Regions from separate parts of the Cyprinus carpio genome. Here region 1 is linked to region 2. The links are chromatin contacts, called in public Hi-C maps. All regions are on one chromosome and are shown on one strand. The core of a region is the stretch at or near the end of the contact, and the rest is flanking DNA. Distances in the headings are between cores, read along the strand shown.

Region 1 (4,421 bases), core at 509-3,008, 42 kb after region 2:
GATCGAGGGTTTGTATGTGAAAATGTTATTTGGCCAGAAAAGAAAATGTAAATTTAAATTTAAAAATAAAATTAAAATAATACAAACAAACTATTTTCTGAAGATGTTTTCTTTGGATTAGCTTACCTGATTACTTTTGGATTTATATATATATATATATATATATATATATATATATATATATATATATATATATATATATATATATATATATATATATATATAAAATCGCAAAAAGATTCACGAACCCACTCCGAAGTCCCGATCTGAATCAAAAGATTCGCGATACCCGATCCGATTGAAGCGCTTCGAAACAGTGAATCATTTTGTGTCCCAGTTGTTAAACTGATTCGTGTGTCGAAAAGCTCCGTTTCACCCATCACTATACGTGCTTTTTAAAGATCATTACAAGCGATGTCGAAATTCGAAAGTGAATTTTAAATGATCTTTTTAGGGAATCGCTTGAACTGAATGATCGAAGTCACGAGTTTGAATCAATCGGAGCGGTTCCAGCGTAAATGACTCACTCAATTGAATCGGTTCGTCTGTTCCTCCGTTTTCGGTTCTTCAGCTGTTTACACGACACTGTCAGTACTACTACTGGCTAAACTCTCTAGTTTTATACACTTATATATTCCCTTATATTTTCTTACTACACACATGTATTAAATGCGCGTCATTGAAGGCGTGTTTATTGCTTTTATTTGTAATAACTGTATATATATATTTACATTTAGTCATTTAGCATACGCTTTTATGCAAAGCGACTAACAAATGAGGACAATAGAAGCAATCAAAAACAACTAAAGAGCAATGATATACAAGTGCTATAACAAGTCTCAGTTAGCTTAAACACAGTACACGTAGCAAGGGCTTTTAAATAATATAATAGCCTAAATAAAAAGAAAACAGATAGAATAGAAAAAGAACAGAGCAAGCTAGTTTTAGAGGTCTTTTTTTTTTTTTTTTTTTTTTTTTTTTTTTGCTTTTGTTAATTGTGTAATAAATGAAAATAAAACAGATAGAATACAAAAAGATTAGAAAGCTAGTTAGATTATATTATATATATATATATATATATATATATATATATATATATAGATATATATATATATATATATCATAGGAACTTTAAAAGAACTTAATTAATTCCCTATTACACTGCCAATAAATGAAGATAGTGAACATGCAGCTGTTATAAATTAAAATAAATAGCCTAAAGTTCTAAATAAATGGTTTACTTATGTCATAAATAAGTGACATGACAGTGGATTTTTTTTTTTTTTTTTTTTTTTTTTTTTTTTGTGATATGATGCCACCTTCTGAAATAATAAGCAAATTGCAGAACCAAGTCAGTGCAACGTGATACCAAATAAATCATTTAAGGTCTTTTCCTTCCAAACATTTGGTCAGAATAATATAATTATATGTGACATAGTTACATTATAACTAACAATAACAATGAGTAAGATGCTCCAGGAAATATTTAGATATTAAATACACGTTGATTATCAGTATTATTCTCTACCTTTTGTTATAAAACGTAAAAATAGACTAATTAAGGTAATAAACGAGTGCAAATATCTAGTTCACATAAAACGCAGCTGTTTTATTGTGCTTTTGAATATACAGAAGTAAACATTTTTGTGCCTAAACGTTATTTCTTTGTATAACTACCTTACTGCCTAACTACCTAATTAACTAACTAACTAACTAAAATAAATAAATAAATAAATAAATCCCCATTGTGGATGTTTGTTCCCACGGTGACTGACGTGTCAAGCAGGAAGCGGAAGCGCGAGAGCGTGTTGCTTTCGAGCAAAGTTTGTTTAGACTGTTGGCTAAAAACATTAAAACTTCGGCCGCTTACCTTAGTTTTTATAAAACAATAGAAACATTATTCGACTTTATTATAGTTTAAAGTGAAAGTGCTAGTCGTGCTGAACGAAAGCAGGCGGTAATGGGGGGAACATCGAGCAAATTACCGAAAGATCTTCTGTCAGAGTATCAGGTGAGACTGACTCATGTCAGTTCTTAAAAACATATTTATATGTAATAGTATTGAAATATATGTTCATTTGGTGAACAGTTATAGCAAGGAGTTGTGTTTTTGTATAATGTATAACTCGTCTTTGCTTACGCAGGAGCTCACATTTCTCACAAAGCAAGAAATCCTACTGTAAGTACAGTCATGACGTACTTGATCTGATGCACACATGACGCCGTGTTCAGAATATTCTGTGTTATGTTTGGCTGCTTTCAGTGTACTTAAGTTATAATTGTGAACATGGACTGTACAGTTTAGTTTGTTTCTTATTAGTTTGTGTTTAGGTGAGGAATAACGATAGAACTTTAGCGATTTTATTAGTTTTTTATTTTTATTTTATTATTTTGTTTTAGTATTTGTAGTACTTTAACTTAAACTTACTTTATTTGCAATTCAACATTTTAAATATTTCTATTTGCCTTTAATTTATTTTTATTTCAGTTTTAGTATTTGTAGTACTTTAACTTAAACTTATTTTGTTACAAATCAACATTTTAAATATTTCTATTTGCCTTTAATTTAGTTTTATATTAGTATTTGTAGTACTTTTAAACTTATTTTATTTGCAATGCAACATTTTAAATATTTCTATTTAGCTTTAATTTATTTCTGTTTCATTATTTTATTTTATTTTAGTATTTTTATAGTACTTTAACTTTAACTTAAACTTATTTTATTTGCAATTCAACATTTTAAATATTTCTATTTAACTTTAATTTATTTCTATTTCATTATTTTATTTTAGTATTTGTAGTACTTTAACTTAAACCTATTTTATTTGCAAATCAACATTTAAATTTCTATTTAGCTTTAATTTATTTTTATTTCAGTTCTATTTTTAAATTTTAGTTTTAGTATTTGTAGTACTTTAACTTATTTTATTTGCAGTTCAACATTTTAAATATTTCTATTTAGCTTTATTTTTGTTTCAGTTTTTACTTCTCTTATTTACCTAGACAACATTTCTAATTTTCGTTTAAGTTTTTCATCTAACAATAATAACTCACTTTAGCTTTATTTCAATTACCAACACTTCATTTTAATTTAATTTTTTTTTATTACTGCTTATGCACATCTTCTCTACCATGGCATTCCGTGTAAAGTGGATTTGTGGTTGAGCTAAACTACGCAGATGTACAGTAGTTCAGTTACTGAACGTGTATACTAACTAATACTTAAAATGTTTGAATGTCATTCAAATGTGCTCATCATCAGTGTGTTTGTTTAGGGCACACAAAATATTCTCTGAACTCCAGGGCGGAGAAAATGGGCCGTACAGCTCCAGGGTGTCCATGCAGAAGATCCTCACACTTCCTGAACTGAAGGTAACAGATGAAGTCTATACTGCTGTCATAATGCAAAAAAACTAAATGATTCATTTTCGTTTTGCAAAACACAGTATCTTATAATCCTTCCAGATTTAGCCATTGGGCTGTATATATTCGGTGTTTTTGTTGGCTGTCACAGGCTAACCCCTTCCGGAAAAGGCTATGTCACGTCTTCTCGACCTCTGACATGAAGGATGGCAGCTTGAACTTTGAGGATTTCCTCGACCTCTTGAGTGCCTTCAGCGATACGGCGACTCTGGAAATCAAGTCCCACTACGCGTTCCGAATCTTTGGTAATTGTTGAATTGCTCTCAATACTGACATTTAACGCAATAGCAGTAGCAAACAGCACTCGATATAAACACTTCTCATGCTGCAGACTTCGATGATGACGGGACCCTTGATGCTAGAGACCTGGAGAAGCTGGTGAACTGTCTGACCGGCGAGACGGACGACACCCGTCTGACTGCGGAGGAGATGAGACAGCTCATAAGCAATGTGAGTGTGGTGGGTGTACGTCACATTAATGACAGAGCCAGTGTAACTGCACTGATGTAAACTAACCTCACTGTACAGATCCTGGAGGAGTCAGACATTGACAAGGACGGGACAGTCAATCTCTCCGAGTTTCAGCATGTCATCTCCAGATCTCCAGATTTTGTCAGGTGACAGAATTTTGCTTTTTATTTAAAAAGGGAAAAACTGGACAGTTGACATATTTAGCTGCCTTCAGTCTGATAAAGCTGTAATTTGAAAAAAAAAAATTATATATATATATAATATATATATATATATATAATTATATATATATATATATATATATATTATATATATATATATATATATATATATATATATATATATATATAAGAGCCTCTGAGTTACATTAAGATGTCCGCATCAAAAGAAATGTACAAAAGTGATTTTGTGTCCATAGAAAGCACATTAAATGTAAGTAAAAATGTCTAAATTTCAAATAAGTTTTTGGAGAATAAAATGTCAAGATTTGGTTGCAATAATGTTAGATTGTCATTCAGTGTAACACA
Region 2 (4,962 bases), core at 487-2,986:
CATTTTGGATGACCTGAGGGTGAGTACAATTTCAGCAAATGTTAATTTTTAGGTGAACTATTTCTTTAATATCATCTGGGACCATTCAATGGAAAAAAATTTTTATGTCATCCAGATTAGCCATTGCTATTGCAGATGTTGCTATATTGAGTTGTAGCACAGTGATGTTGTCGGCAGGGTTCCAGACGGGTGTCATCACGGTGTGAATGAGACGACCCCCAATCATCAGAACACTCCCCAGACTCCATAACCCTGCTTGGAAAAAGCACCTTGTTCCAAAATCACATTAGGAGGAGACGCAGAGGGACACCGTGTCTGCAGACACGTAACTGCAATGAGAAGCGGCCTGCAGCCAGACAGGACTATTTTAAGAGGTCCATCTCAAACGAACCTGATTAGGGGTCCCTCAAAACAAAACACACATACTTCTAACTTCAGACAGAGTTTATAAGAACGCAAAACAAGGAGAGATCATTGTAAATGATTAGTACTACACACAAATATAAGTTTTCTCTGGGAATTGTGGTGTTTGTGAGTGTGTGTACAGGAAGATTAGAGACACTGAGCAACAGTGCGTCACGCTCGCGTCTGACTCAATCACGCCATTTTCCTCTGAGCTCCACTTCCTGTACAAAACTCACAGATCGGACCCAACGGCCTCGAGTTTCATTACCAAACTAATGCTTGATGCAGTCCAAAAACAAAATATTGCACCATTTCACACGTTTACATACTTTTTGTGAGTCACTGCATGCATTTATAACGTGCAAAAAAAAAAAAAAAATAGTGACTATTATAAATATTATATAAATAGTATTATTTATATACTATTGTAGTATTTACTTATATTTTGAATAAGCTTTTATTTTTATCTTTTCAGTTTTCATATAAGTTTTCTGTTTTTATATATTTTTTGTTGTATGCTTTTGACGTTTTTATACTCGGTTTTAATATTTTAACTTTTTTTATTTTGAAAACTTTTTTCTTACATTTCTAATTTTCACTTTTATGTAGTTCATGTAATATTTATTTATTAATTTTATTTTATTTATTTATTTTATTAAACATCTTTTTTTTTTTTTTATTTAATAGTATTTTATTTAATAGTTTTATCCGACACTTATCAATACTGGCGCCTTCCAAAAAATGTTAAATATAGCTGGACACTGGATTTTTTTTTATTTTGTGGCTAAGAAAACCCTTTAATCATGGTAAAATCACAAAAACCTTCATGGGTTATTGCTTTAGTTTATCATGTGTTTATATGTATTTATATTTGCATACACAAGTAAAGGTTTTGGAGAAAATTAAAGGTATAGTTCATCCAAAAATGTTAATTATGATATTGATTGCTCTTTACTCTGTGGAAAACAAAAGATATTTGTCTTTTTTTTTTTTTTTTTTTTTTGTCTATTCAGTGAAAGTCAGTGGGGTCCAGAGTTGTTCGGTTCCAAGTGTTCTTCAAAATATTTTCTTTGTGTTCCACAGAAGAAAGAAAGTCATACAGGTTTGGTAAAAACAAGGTGAGTAAATGACTATATAAAACCTACGCTCACACACACACACACACACACACAGATATACATTCGCATGTGTGTGTAACTCACATACAGAACAAACACACACACAGCATATTAAACAAACATAAACACACAACAAATCCACTTTAATCAGAGCTGGAATGTAAAGCTGAGAGTCACAGTGAACTTACACACACACACACACACACACACACAGGATATTAACTATGTGCCGTACGTTAATTTAAAGCTCATATTGTTTAACAGTGATGCTGTAGCTGCGGGGCCAGTCAGCTCTGATCAAGAGTTCCTGACACACAGTGAGCGTCTCGTTGAGAGCGTCTCTAATGACGTTGTGTTAACGTGATAATAGCACTAAAACAACACGACTGCCTTTAAGGTTAAATGTGGCTAACGCTGCAGCAATGCAATACAATAGTAGTTTTATGTATAAATATATAAACATATACATTATAAGACATATATAACAACTACTATCCAATAGCTCTGTGAAGATATTACACAAATTATAAAAAGTCTCCTTCTTTGTTTTATGTGGGCTGTTGAAATCCAGGATTAACTTTGAGAAGCTGCTGTGTGTGTTTAGCTCAGGCTCAACTCTTAATCTCAGTAACACAATACACACAAGTGAAAGCAGATATTCACACACTTACAAACACACACACACGTTTGTGCAGACAGCCTGCTGTGTGTGTTTGTTTTTGAATAAGACACAGTGATTTCAGCCAGACGCATGACAAAATGTCAGAACAAATCTAGATTCTACAAACGAACGTTCCTCGTTTGCTTTACCTGAGAAAAACATAACGTTTCCCTGATGCTCTTTATTTAAATAACACAATATTTTTCCAATATTAAAGGAAAAACAACATTAACTGTGTTTAAAAGCATCCCATGAAGAACTTCATGAATATCTAGATATCAAATATATATAGTTCTCTACATCATTCCCATACTTCCATTTGTGTTATTTCATAGTTTTTGTTTCTTTTTTATTATTCTACATTGTTATTTTTTATTATTTTTGATGATTATTGTGTGTGAAAATTTGAATGGTGTTGTACGTAAGAGTAAGAAGGAGTAAACAAAGAGTCTGCAAAACTAAAAGCACTGTTAAATGAAAACCTACACATTAAAATAAGAAAATAATTTGTATAATTGAAATGAATAACAGTAATATTTAATAGTAATGGTCTTGCTAAAGAAATATATAAATAAACACTGAATTCAAATAATTCAAAAAATATTATTTTACATAGGTAATGCTATTAATTGATTGTTATTTTTATCTTAAAACAAGACGGACAAGACAATCGATAATAGTTTCCACAATTAAGCAGGCATTTTCATTGTATTATTATATATATTTTTATATTATATACATTTTCCAAACGTATTAAATTGGTTCATGTGAAGAAAAACACCTGCAGATATTTGTTACTATTTACAGTATCGATAAAAAGTTGAAATTTCTTATCGCGATCATTTGCGCAGTAATTAACGAGCTTAATCGCGATACAAGCACTATGACGCGATTAAAGTTCCTCAGAAAGTTTCCGAGCGTTGCGCGGGAAGTCACTCCGCAGGAGCAGAAAAAAAGAACACGGGATTTCACGGAAAAATTCCAACAATTCCAAATATTCCATTGTTACATCACATTTCGTCATCATGTGTCAGAATAACCGCTTCAGTGAGTGAAGAATAGATCTGTACAGCTGTACAAGTTACTTTACAGAAAGATTTAGATTTTTAAATAACTGCACAAACAAATACCACTATGACATATGTAAATAAATGACATTCTTACCTGTCTGAAGGAACAGTAGGGAAAGTGAAGTGTTTTGGGGGTAAAAGCTGCCTGAGTGACTGGAAGCGCGCGAGGAAGGCTGGAATTTCAGGAATTGGCTGCAGTATAACGCGAGGAGCGGACAGGAGGAGGGAGGGAGGAGGGAGGAGGTGTGAGGGGAGGTCCCGGGATTGAAAAGGAAAAAGGAGCAGTCTTGGTGTGGAGAGAAAAGGAAATAAGCCCGCATCCAGAGGGATTCACATTGTTCTGCTCAGAAGAGACAGCTGTGTCCTAAAAGTCCTGGAAAATAATCCTGGAACACTTTCTTTGAGCTTAGTATTAAAAGATGGTAATAACCAAAAAATAAATTTAAAAAGGTTTTTTTTTTCCAGATATTAAGGTATTTATATCTAATTAATGTGTTACAAAACAATAAACAAAATATTGTGTGTGTGTGTGTGTGTGTGTGTGTGTGTGTGTGTGTGTGTGTGTGTGTGTGTGTGTGTGTGTGTGTGTGTGTGTGTGTTTATTTAAATTTTAATTTTAAACATAATTATTGCAGAAATTATCACCATTTGAAACTAGGCTATATATATATATATATATATGCATTTATATAGATTTTTATTTATGCATTTATATAGATTGAAAATATGAAATATATTTTTCCTTTTTTTTTTTTTTTACCTTGGAGTACCATGTAAATACCATGTAGCTTTACTACTAATTACTACTGACACTGCTTTTTTTTAAAGGGTAAACACTCATTTGGAGGACTGCAGAATTATACAGTGATGCACTCTAAAAAATGTTAAGTTTAACTAAAATATTGTTTAAAAATTACTTTATGGCTGGCTTAAAATGAACCCAAAATAGGTTGTAAATTAAAAATCAGACACATAATTACTAGAGGCATCAGCAATAATCAAAGGATGAACATTTATTAATAAGCAATTTTAAAAAAAAAGTATTTAATTACTATTCATTCAACTTATTAATAAATGTTCATTTATTGAACATAATAAATGTTAATTTCCAACCTATTTGGGGTTAATTTTAAGCAAGAAATATAATAATTTAGTTATATAGTAAAATATAGTAAAATAAGTGAAATATAGTAAACTACCCAAGAAGGCTGAGTTAAACATTTAACCCAGCATTTTTTAGAGTGTGGTGTTAGATTTTATATATATATATATATATATATATATATATATACCCAAGAAGGCTTATATATATATATATATATATATATATATATATATATATATATATATACATACATACATATACACACACACACACACACACACACACCGTGGTACTCAATTAATGCCATATTCATGTAATAATATGTTTACATGGGACTGCCAGGAATTACCACATACACAAAATCATGGAAAAGCTGTTTTTGTTTGGAAAGTGTCAGTACTTGGGAACACCTTGTTTGTTTTTCACACAGAAGTTTCTCAGATCAGATCAGACACAGATTTTGAAGCCCTCTACAGGACACAAACAAAACTGCACCTAAAACCAAATCCAAAGGTTAGAAGGCTTGGAGAAACACCTGAATCCAAGGCTCATGGGACATCCTGAGCAGAAAGATGCCTGTAAACATACAACAAATAAAGTACA

The links. Hi-C and Micro-C count contacts between places; a contact is called where the count stands out from the background.
Region 1: a contact with region 2 is called in a Hi-C map of skeletal muscle, with 2.7 times the contacts expected there. The contact joins the promoter of LOC109098855 here to the enhancer-like site in region 2. A contact is called at or near these places in 3 of 8 Hi-C or Micro-C datasets (liver and skeletal muscle).

Annotation. Positions count from the first base shown.
Region 1 is chrA25:2,080,180-2,084,600 of ASM1834038v1, forward strand. LOC109098855 (calcium and integrin-binding protein 1) reads left to right here and starts at 1,759. Exons shown (of 7, transcript XM_042714996.1): 1 at 1,759-2,011; 2 at 2,145-2,179; 3 at 3,276-3,372; 4 at 3,515-3,668; 5 at 3,755-3,873; 6 at 3,952-4,040. The coding sequence starts at 1,961.
Region 2 is chrA25:2,038,570-2,043,531 of ASM1834038v1, forward strand. No RefSeq gene overlaps it. Among protein-coding and RNA genes, the nearest start is that of LOC109070887, 3.7 kb to the left of the region's middle. Within about 2 kb of position 1,737, at least 1 of the 8 cell types and tissues checked has an H3K27ac peak or open chromatin away from gene starts, as enhancers often do. A contact at or near this core is called in skeletal muscle, where this site is marked.